Regions from separate parts of the Zea mays genome. Here all the other regions are linked to region 1. Evidence: chromatin contacts called from public Hi-C data. All regions are on one chromosome and are shown on one strand. Each heading gives the region's core, a stretch centred on a gene start, on an enhancer-like site or on the middle of the called end of the contact. The rest is flanking DNA. Distances are from core to core; before and after follow the strand shown.

Evidence for each region. A called contact is a pair of places that touch in the nucleus more often than the background predicts.
Region 2: a Hi-C map of tassel shows a contact between it and region 1, with 3 times the contacts expected there. The contact joins the promoter of LOC100281729 here to the promoter of LOC103625917 in region 1. A contact is called at or near these places in 4 of 25 Hi-C or Micro-C datasets (ear, endosperm, leaf and 1 more).
Region 3: a Hi-C map of leaf shows a contact between it and region 1, with 8 times the contacts expected there. The contact joins the promoter of LOC100192745 here to the promoter of LOC103625917 in region 1. A contact is called at or near these places in 5 of 25 Hi-C or Micro-C datasets (ear, leaf and tassel).

What each region holds. Positions count from the first base shown.
Region 1 is chr5:9,898,295-9,901,330 of Zm-B73-REFERENCE-NAM-5.0, reverse strand. It overlaps LOC103625917 (CSC1-like protein RXW8), which reads right to left and starts at 1,522. Exons shown (of 11, transcript XM_008646320.3): 1 at 1,228-1,522; 2 at 204-686. The coding sequence starts at 487.
Region 2 is chr5:10,134,953-10,137,988 of Zm-B73-REFERENCE-NAM-5.0, reverse strand. LOC100281729 (symbiotic ammonium transporter) reads right to left here and starts at 1,588. Exons shown (of 5, transcript NM_001353171.1): 1 at 1,526-1,588; 2 at 1,210-1,363; 3 at 571-1,113; 4 at 72-452. The coding sequence starts at 1,236.
Region 3 is chr5:9,751,641-9,754,676 of Zm-B73-REFERENCE-NAM-5.0, reverse strand. LOC100192745 (ubiquitin ligase protein FANCL) reads right to left here and starts at 1,630. Exons shown (of 10, transcript NM_001137944.2): 1 at 1,412-1,630; 2 at 1,222-1,295; 3 at 844-922; 4 at 652-726; 5 at 442-556; 6 at 298-355; 7 at 158-229. The coding sequence starts at 1,570.

The sequences.
Region 1 (3,036 bases), core at 273-2,772:
AAAGTATGCAGAAATCGTTGATCAATTAGTACCATAAATTTGTGATATTAAAATTATGTAAATGCTTTCTGTACAGCAAATTTGAGTATGCCTCAAGTACAACCATGGATTTAAATCATTCAATGCATTTATGAGTTACCATTCAAGTGATTCGAACCATTAGAGTTGCAAGCACTCAATACACTAATATCGATGAGAAAAACCTGAAAATGAAGAGGCGAAGGAACACAACAGAGTCCAAGCCAGCAACTTGTCGAATCTCTTCTTCGGTGCACCAGTACGCCTTTACAATCCAACCAGCAGTAGGCAGTAGCCTCTCAAACGAGAAGTAATCGTCCTGCCTCTGGAACCTCTCTTCAGCAAGCCGCCTCCCAAAGTAGACGCTGAAGTTGTGAGGCTGCTTCCTGAGGATCGAATAGAGGGACAAGAAGAGCACGCAGACAGCGATGTTTATCCCCGCTGAAGTCAGAAGAGCAGAGAATTCCATCCCCCACCTCTACCAGTTTGGGATCCTGACAATCCACCCATGAAAGAACTGCGAATTCACAATAGAAGATCCAGGCATGTCTTTAAACAGTCAGCCATTCGCTTGCACTGATATGGTAGCAGAATCTTGTTGCCTTTGACTCTGATGATCCCTGATTTCTCCAGCCAAATAAGTCTGATGCTGCAGTCTGTGCTGATACCTGACTACGTAACAAAACCAACAACCAATTATATATAATCACGCAATCCAAGTGTGATGCTGAGTTGCTGACGATCAGACAAGGCAGCTTATGATATATAGATAGGCTGCATGTAGCGATGACACCCCTCTCCCACTCTCCCAGGTCCCTTCGGTTACCAATAAACACATAAAATTGCAAACTTGAAGCCAAATTTTGTTTTCCTTTTTTTTTCTTTCTTGATGAAAAAAGGGTACAGATGCCCAATTCTTAGCAAATGTAACACCTCAAATGCAGATGAAAAGAATGTTGATTAATTCCCTCGTCTCCGATTTGGTTTGATATCTGACAACAGCTAAAATGCACAGGAAATCATAATGGAAAACGGATCATAAATTCAGACCGGCGGACAACAAACGCACCACCTCCGCGTCAAAACCCAGCCGGTTCTGCACGTCCCTAAACAATCCCGGCGAAGCCGAGAACACGTACGCGCGCACGAGATGGGACCGGCATTGACGGACGGAGGTCGTCAGAGAACAATGTGGGATTGGATTAATACCTTGGTATCGTGGACGATCGTACGACGCAGGGGTGCGCGACGGCAGGACACGGCCTTATGGACAGTCGCCGGCGCGGGCGCGGTGCTTGGTTGAGGTTCACGCCGGCGGCGGTGGAGAGGCGCGAGCGCGGGCGGGCGTAGGCGCGGCTTCCTTGCCGAAACAACCGTTCGCCCCAAATGCCCAATCGGCCGCGTCGGGGGCATGCATGCGGCCGCGTAGGCGTTTGCGATGCTACGATTTTTTCTGTCCTCTTTCTTTTTATTTTCTTCCTTTTTGAGATGAGAGGATGGCATGGCGTGGGGCTCTATAGGGTTCGACTGGTCGGCATGAAGCATCTCTCCGACCACATCCATAAAAGTCAAGGAGAAACATTGCTTGGTAAAACCCTTTTAAAATATAAAAAACTTTAGTTTTCAAACTGACTACCTCTATATCTACAACTTTAATAATAATAATAATAATAATAATAATAATAATAATAATAATAATAATAATACCCAAGTCTATCTAGCAGCAACAATAAAACAGAAATATGTGCCCTCTCACGGACAACCATGCGTCATCGCTCGAAATATGGGCCGACTTTTATGACCAGCACCAACACTAGCACGGTCCAAAAAAAAGCTCAAAACAAAGATTAGCACGAAATGAATATACTAAACTAGCACAACTCAAAGGCAGTCGTGTGTTGGACCTCAAATTCTGGTCTATCGGACCTCCGACACAGTCCCAAATGGGCCGGACTTGGACCGTGTCGACCCGATAATGCCCGGTGTTTAGTTCTTTAATTTAGAAAGCTATATATGGTTATAATATTTATATTTTATATGGTTTAAATATATAGGTCAGGTTTGACCGATACGACCAAATAAAAGGTCTGACATGACCCGATAAGCTAGGTTGGACCGCTAATTTTACTTTTTATATTGTCACAACACGATTCATATTTTTTTTGGGCTTTCTCAGCCCAAACCTATTTGGGTTGAAACACGGTGGGCCGACCTGGCCTAGTCTGCGCATGATTTGTGTGCCCCAAGGCTCCGAGCTCCCTCTCCAACTCCCCTAGTCCCCTGTAGCCCCTTCCTCCACCGGTCCGCCCAACCCCTTCCCGCACACAAACCCAGCATGATTGACACAACAATGACCATCGATCTCCAAAGCCACTACACCTATCCCATCGATAGACGACAGCCTTCAATCTACTTGCTCCTTGCCACGTGTTGGAGACCAAAAGTGCCTCACGGATAGTTCGGTCCTGAACCGGACGGTCCATGCATACGCAGAGTCAGTTAGAGTTTCTAGTTTCTCGCGGGATTTGTTACCTAAAACCGTGGGATTGATTTGGAAATTAGTTCAAAGCGGATCCAGACATCCTCTTTATATAGATGAAGGGCTACGGCCGATTGAACCTCACAACAATCGATCAAATAAAATCTATTTCTCGTTTTTACCTTACGCATTAGGAGTAGTTCTAGTTTAGCCCTAGTTTAGTATTCCAATCCCTAGATTCTTTGTTTCTCTTCAACTCTACGTCGATTATAGTAGTCTAGGTCGGCCTGCCGAGCCTAGACAACCCATAGGATCTCTCCTCCCCGACGAGGTCCCTCCCGGGAGCGAGATCCAGGCACCGCTAGTGACCTTCGCCACCCCAGCGCACGCGTGGACTAGAGATGGCAATGGGGACCCGATCCCCGATTCCCCGCGGGGAATTCCTCCATTAGGGGATGGGGATGGGGAAGAAACTTCCCCCGCGGGGATATAAACGGGGAAATTTTATCCCCCAACGGGTAAACGGGGATGCGGACGGG
Region 2 (3,036 bases), core at 339-2,838, 240 kb before region 1:
AGTGTGTGTGCTGAAGAAGAAAGCAGCATGCATGGCAGACAGAGAGAGAGTGGCTGATCGAGCTGACTCACCATGGCCATGATGGTGATGTCGAGGGAGGAGGCGGTGAAGGGGAGCACATTGGTGTTCATGACGGAGAGGCCGAGGCGCTCCACCTCGGAGAGGGCGGCGATGAGCACCCCCTTGCGGTTGTCGCAGTGGACCCTCACCAGCACCGTGCGGCCCGACAGCCGGGCCTCGATCTCCGGCAGAAGCGTGGCGGAGGCCTCGGCGCCCACGGAGTTGTCGTCGCAGGAGGAGCCCTCGTCGTCGTCGGCGGACAGCTGCGACTTCTTGACCAGCACCGCCGCCTCCACCGGGCGCCTCCGGGCGTCATCCTCCAGCCCCTTCACCTGGTCCTGCAGCTGCTTCACGTACTTGATCGCGTCGCCGAGCACGGATGCCTTGTCCATCTGCGAAACCAGTTACAATTAGCTAGTTGGTTGACGGGAACTGGGCGGCTGGCTGGTGGTCGGTGCTCGGGGCATGTCGCCATGGATTTTGGACACTCGTGTCGATTCGTACTCGTACCTTCTTGAGGCCCGGGACGATCTTGGAGAGCGCGATGAAGCGCTGGCTGAGCTTCTCGCGGCGCTTCCGCTCGGCCAAGATGTGGTCCTGGTTCTGTGAGGCCGGGCGTGCGGCGGCCGCCGGCGACCTGGCGGCCTCGGCCATCATGTCGTCGTAGGAGCGCTTGGGCGCCGGGCGCGCCTGCTGGAACGACGGCAGCGCGGCGGCGGCGGCGTCGAGCAGCTCCTGCTTGGGCGCCTTGGCGTGGTGGCCGGCGAAGGAGAGGATGGTCGGCGAGGAGTAGTCGTCGGGGGAGCCCTGCTCCGTGACGCACGAGTCCCAGCTGGCGTTGCCCCTGGCCGCCTTGCGCGGGCGGTGGTCGGCCGCCGGCGCGGGTACTCGCTGCAGCGGCGGCGGCGTCGCCACGCCGTGGTCCAGGTCCAGGTCGAGGTCGAGGTCCAGACCCCCGTGGCCGCCGAACGCGACCGCGATCTGCTGCTCCGTGTACTGCTCCAGCAGCGCGTCCGACTGCCACTGGTGGAAGAAGCTCGGCTCGTCCACCACCTGCGCGCGGCGGCAGGCAAGAAAAAGGGCACATTCAGCGGCGGGCGGGCCGTGGAATGGGACGGCAGGTGAAAGCGCGGTAACGGACGGACTCACCATGTTGGAGAACCACTGCGTTGCCATCTGCAGGTTGATTTGATTGGTGAGGACTGGGAATTGGACGTCTTGCTTGCTTCCAATTCCAAACCAAAATCCAAATGGACTGCTAGCGCTCGATGCTGCTGCTAGCTGCTTGGAAGCTCAACAAGTCCTGCACAGCATCAACAGACCCGGCCGGGGGGTGTCAGAGAGGAGATCACCGCATTGTGCAGGCGATGTGCGATGTCCAAAACCAGCTGTACTGCTGCTCCATACTACATAACATAGCTGGAGTGGCTCAGGATGCAAGGTAGGAAGAGCGCGACCAACGGACCTGTGGAGATCGGAGCTCGGGTTCGTTCGCAATGGCCACCAATGGAGATGTGAGTGAGAGTGGTGGGATGGACATGATGCCGCATCGATCGCCTTGTTTATATAAACTCTGCTCGGGCGGGGGGTGTTGCGTGTGAATGTGCAAGTGGTGGCGTCCGTCTTATTGATCTCTACTCCTACTTGTGTGAACGAACCGTAGTTTATTATTGAATTCATTTTGTATTGTGCAGCATATATCCTGCAGGCATGTAGATGTAGGAGGTGGTGTTTACTTTGATCCTCCTCCACTCATATCCCGACAGACGGCAACTTCTTACTAGCTCAGCCTGGATCGTTTAGTCCGGGGATAAACAATCGCCCGACGAACGATCGTCATTAGCTAGGGAGGCAACACACACACCAGTGGTCTGTGCAATTTTTACTTTTTATTTTTTGGGGAAATGATTTGTGCATATTAATGCGCTGGATATGTATTTTGTTGCCACTGCAGCCTTGTGGCTTGCCAGTGTAAAGAATAAAGATGCCATGGTGGACTATGACCTGGTGACCGATCTAACGGTGGATTAATCAAGAGATTTGCCCACAGATTATCTACAGGACTCGCAGGGCCGGCCTGGGGTGGACTCCCAACCGCACCTAGGTGCGTCGCCCGTTGGGCCGTTTCGTGGGAAGGAGAGAGAGAGCTGCGCGCGGATTTTAAAGGAGCAGTGGTTGGAGCAAAGTATGATGTGGCTCCAAACTCTTGATCAAGGGTTAATTACATGGACAGCTGAGCTAGGAGGAGAGGGGGGGGGACTACCAAGGATCTCTGCTAGTCTGGTGAATTGAGAGAGGGATTACTACTCGTTACCACGTGCATGTCTGGTCAATTGAGTCTCGTGTTTTAATTAAGCACTTTTGAGGGGAATAATAGGGTTCTTCCCACATCTTTGACTAGATTGTGCGGGGGGGGGGGGGGGGGGGGGGGGGGGCGGCGGCAAAAACAAGGATCTCTGGTTTTGTTTTGGCGAAAGAAACTACCTACACTCAACAACAATAATATCCATTTTCCGCCAAAGAAACTACCTACACTTCTTGGCGGTTTTGTTTTTGGCCCTCAAGAAAACTTTTACCACTCAAGGTAATATTCGGGGGTTGTGATAGTGTGTGTGGTGCAGCTTAACTAACTTGATTTAAACTAAATCCTGTATTTTATTTGGGTCTTTGTTAGATGCATGGTTCAAACAAACCATTCATCCATGTGAATCAATATGTGTGATTCTACATATGACATGTGTGTATATATTCAATTCATTTGTAACTTGGGGTTGCAGTGTGTATTGTGTAGAATAACATGTACACAATTACTTAATTATTAGGCTATCTTCAGCAAATCTCCTATCTCATCTCCTGTTATATCCCGTATTTCAAACTTCTCTCTTCAAACAGTGTTATCTGTAGTTTTATATCTCTTATTTTACATACTCTGCTGGAGTGCTGGAGACAGTCTTAAATTGCGGAGCACAAATAAAT
Region 3 (3,036 bases), core at 381-2,880, 150 kb after region 1:
ATGAAAGAAGATACAGGTGCAACAGAGTTTAAGTTTAGCACATGTTACATAGGCAAAAGTTCAGGAAATATATTTTATTGAAAAAAGTACAATAGTACATCTACATTAGTATATAAGAAAACATGTACAATGCAATGCAGGAAATATGTGAGTATACCATTTTTTACGGTTCTTTCTCCAATTTATTATCAGCTGATCAAGTTTGCCATCTGTGCCCAAGAAGCGACACCTAGAAGAAATGGTGACACATGGGATCAACCATGGTTGGCTTCAAATAGTCCTAAAATCTGACCTTACTCTGGTAAGGAGTTGGGCTTGCGTGCATCAACTTGCAACAAAATGTAGCAATCGTCACCTAGTGATTTCAGGCACAAATAGCAATCTAAGCAAACATAAATAAGGGGACCGCAACTATCACTTGCAGACGAGTAAGGGAATTACCTAAAGCTATACGACGATGAGACATAGCATAAGACGGCTTTGTTGGATCAACAATCCAAAGGACCTTATCAATCTCGTCCATCGTATTCCAGAACTCTTGCAAGATTTTCAAGTGCTGATTGTGTGAACCCAATAACATAGAACAACACAACATAACAATCCACGAATAGGACAACCATATGTTTTAGGCGATATAAACAGTTCACCTACCGCTTGAAATTGGCAAATAACATCTTTCAGTCTTGAGTTTTTTGACCAATGTATTTTCGGGAGATATGGTACGTCCTGTTAATGAGACAAGTTCAATTATAGCCCATATGGTTATGGTTCTGAAATTTCATGCAACTGCAAAGTATAATAAAAACAGGCCTAGTTTATGGAAATATCAGGATAGAGACTAACTGCAGAGATTGAAGGAGGACTTTCGGGATAGCCCATGGGCAGTGTGATCTCCAGTAAATGCATCCGTCCTGGTTCATCCCTGGCAGATACATAAGCCATAGTTTCAACTTTCAAACAACAGAATAGAATTAAAGGGGTGCCTCCAAATAAACGCTGCTACAATTGCGATTGTTGTTCATACGCATTACAATGTTCAGACAGGTTTCTGAAATAACCTTTTCGAACAACTATCAAACTGACAAAATTCAGTATGTAATGCACCAGCGTTGCTCAACCGCCTGAACGGCAGTAGTTTTTTTTTTCTCCAAACAGTCATACAATATAAACCTATAGAAAGAGATTAGTGCCGATTGGCAGCAACATGAGAGGAATCCTTACACGACGCGGAAGGTGAGACAGGACACTCCGTCTCCTGTGGCGCTCACCAGCTGCTTCCACCCGATCTCTTCGATCTGCACGCGCAAAAGTCCAAATAGAATATGAACGCCATGCCACCAATCCCACATACGCGCAAACGATTTCCTTGCGGCATCTGTCAGCGCAGCATTTCGTCGAGCGGCTGGCGTACCTGCGCGAACACGGAGCTGTAGAACGCGGCCGGCCGACGGGGAGGTGGCTCCGCTTCCGCCGGAGCATCCTGCCGAGTATCCGCGCAAGCCTCCTCGCCCGCCCGCGCTTGCGGTCTCGCTGGCGCGCGCGCGAGCGTAGCAGGCACCGGCGAGTCCATTCCTAAGTTCCTAATCGGTGGCAATGATGGGAGTTGTTTCACTCCAATGCGATACTGACGGTGGAAACTGCGTGCGGACCATCCGCGAGCTAGGTGACGACGATTAAAGGCCCAGATTTCCTTGGGCTCAAGACAGTTCGAGCCAAACGGTCCATACGGTGAGCGTACATGCAAGGCTCAGTCCACCGCATAGGAGGCGAGGCACTATCGCCCAAAAATCCAACCCAAGCCCCAAGTCACGCCGCCTTCTCTTGCGCTAATGGAGTCACGGATAGTCGACACTTTACCTCCTAAGAGCAGCTCCAATAGTTATGTATATTTCTACTACCTAAATATGAGATTTAGCAAGTCCTCAAATAATATAGGAAACAAAAAAACTTATCTCCTCCAACGGTTCTCTATATATTACTTCCTAAATATGTTAAAACTTGTCATATCACCAATTTGAGTGGGATTAGCCATTTTTTCTTTTGTTTTCATCTCCCTTCTGCAACTCGATCTCAAAATTGTGACCTCGTCAGCAAACTGATTCAACATGGTGAGTTGTGTTGTCCTTTTGATTTGTTGCCACAATTGTTTATTCTCAATATGTGTATGTGCAACTGTTACATTATTAATTGTTTAATCTCTAACTTACTAGGTGCTGCAATTGTGCTTCACCGACAGCTGACGCATGAGCTCAGAATATGGAAAAGACGTCTAAATAAAAGAAGTGTGCCAGATTTTATGTTTCGGGAGTTGGTAAGTGGTTGCTAAATGTAGGTAGGAAATAAGGTTAGATGAGAAGTGACTAAATTTAGGAAGTTCACTTAGAGAGCTGTTGGAGATGAGTTTTTAAGTTAACTATCTAAATTATTGATTTAGGGAGTATTTTAGAGAACTACTGGAGTTGCTCTAACTAGCCAATGGCTAAACTGCGGCATCACTCTCGATCGCGTGAGTAGTAAGTAGATTTTGGTGGTGGTATGAGTAGTAGGTAGATTTTGGTGGTGGTGTAGTATGACGTAAGTAGTCTTGTTGATCCTCCTATACTGGAGTTTTCGTGACGCTGACCCCTCGATGTTGTGATGTGTCTCGCTCTTTCTCCCTTTGTCTCTCTCCGCTGCCAATGGAGTCATGGATAGTTGACAATTCCCCTCCTCATCGATCAGTAGCTGGAATGTGGCACCGTTCTCGGTCATGTAAGTCGTAAGTAGATTCCGGTGATGTGGTGTTAGTAGACTTGTTGATCCTCCTGTAGTAGAGTTTTCACGACCTTGACCCCTCAACGATGTGACATCACACGCTTGCGGTTAATAGTCACATATAGTCTCGATCGTGTATCTCGTAGCTTGTAAGTCGTAACTAGATTCTGGTAGTTGTGTGGTGTAAATAGAACTAATGATCCTTCTACATTAGAGTTTTTGTGACGTTGACCCCTCAATGTTGTGACATGTCTCGCTCATGCTCCAGTCGTCCCTCTTTGC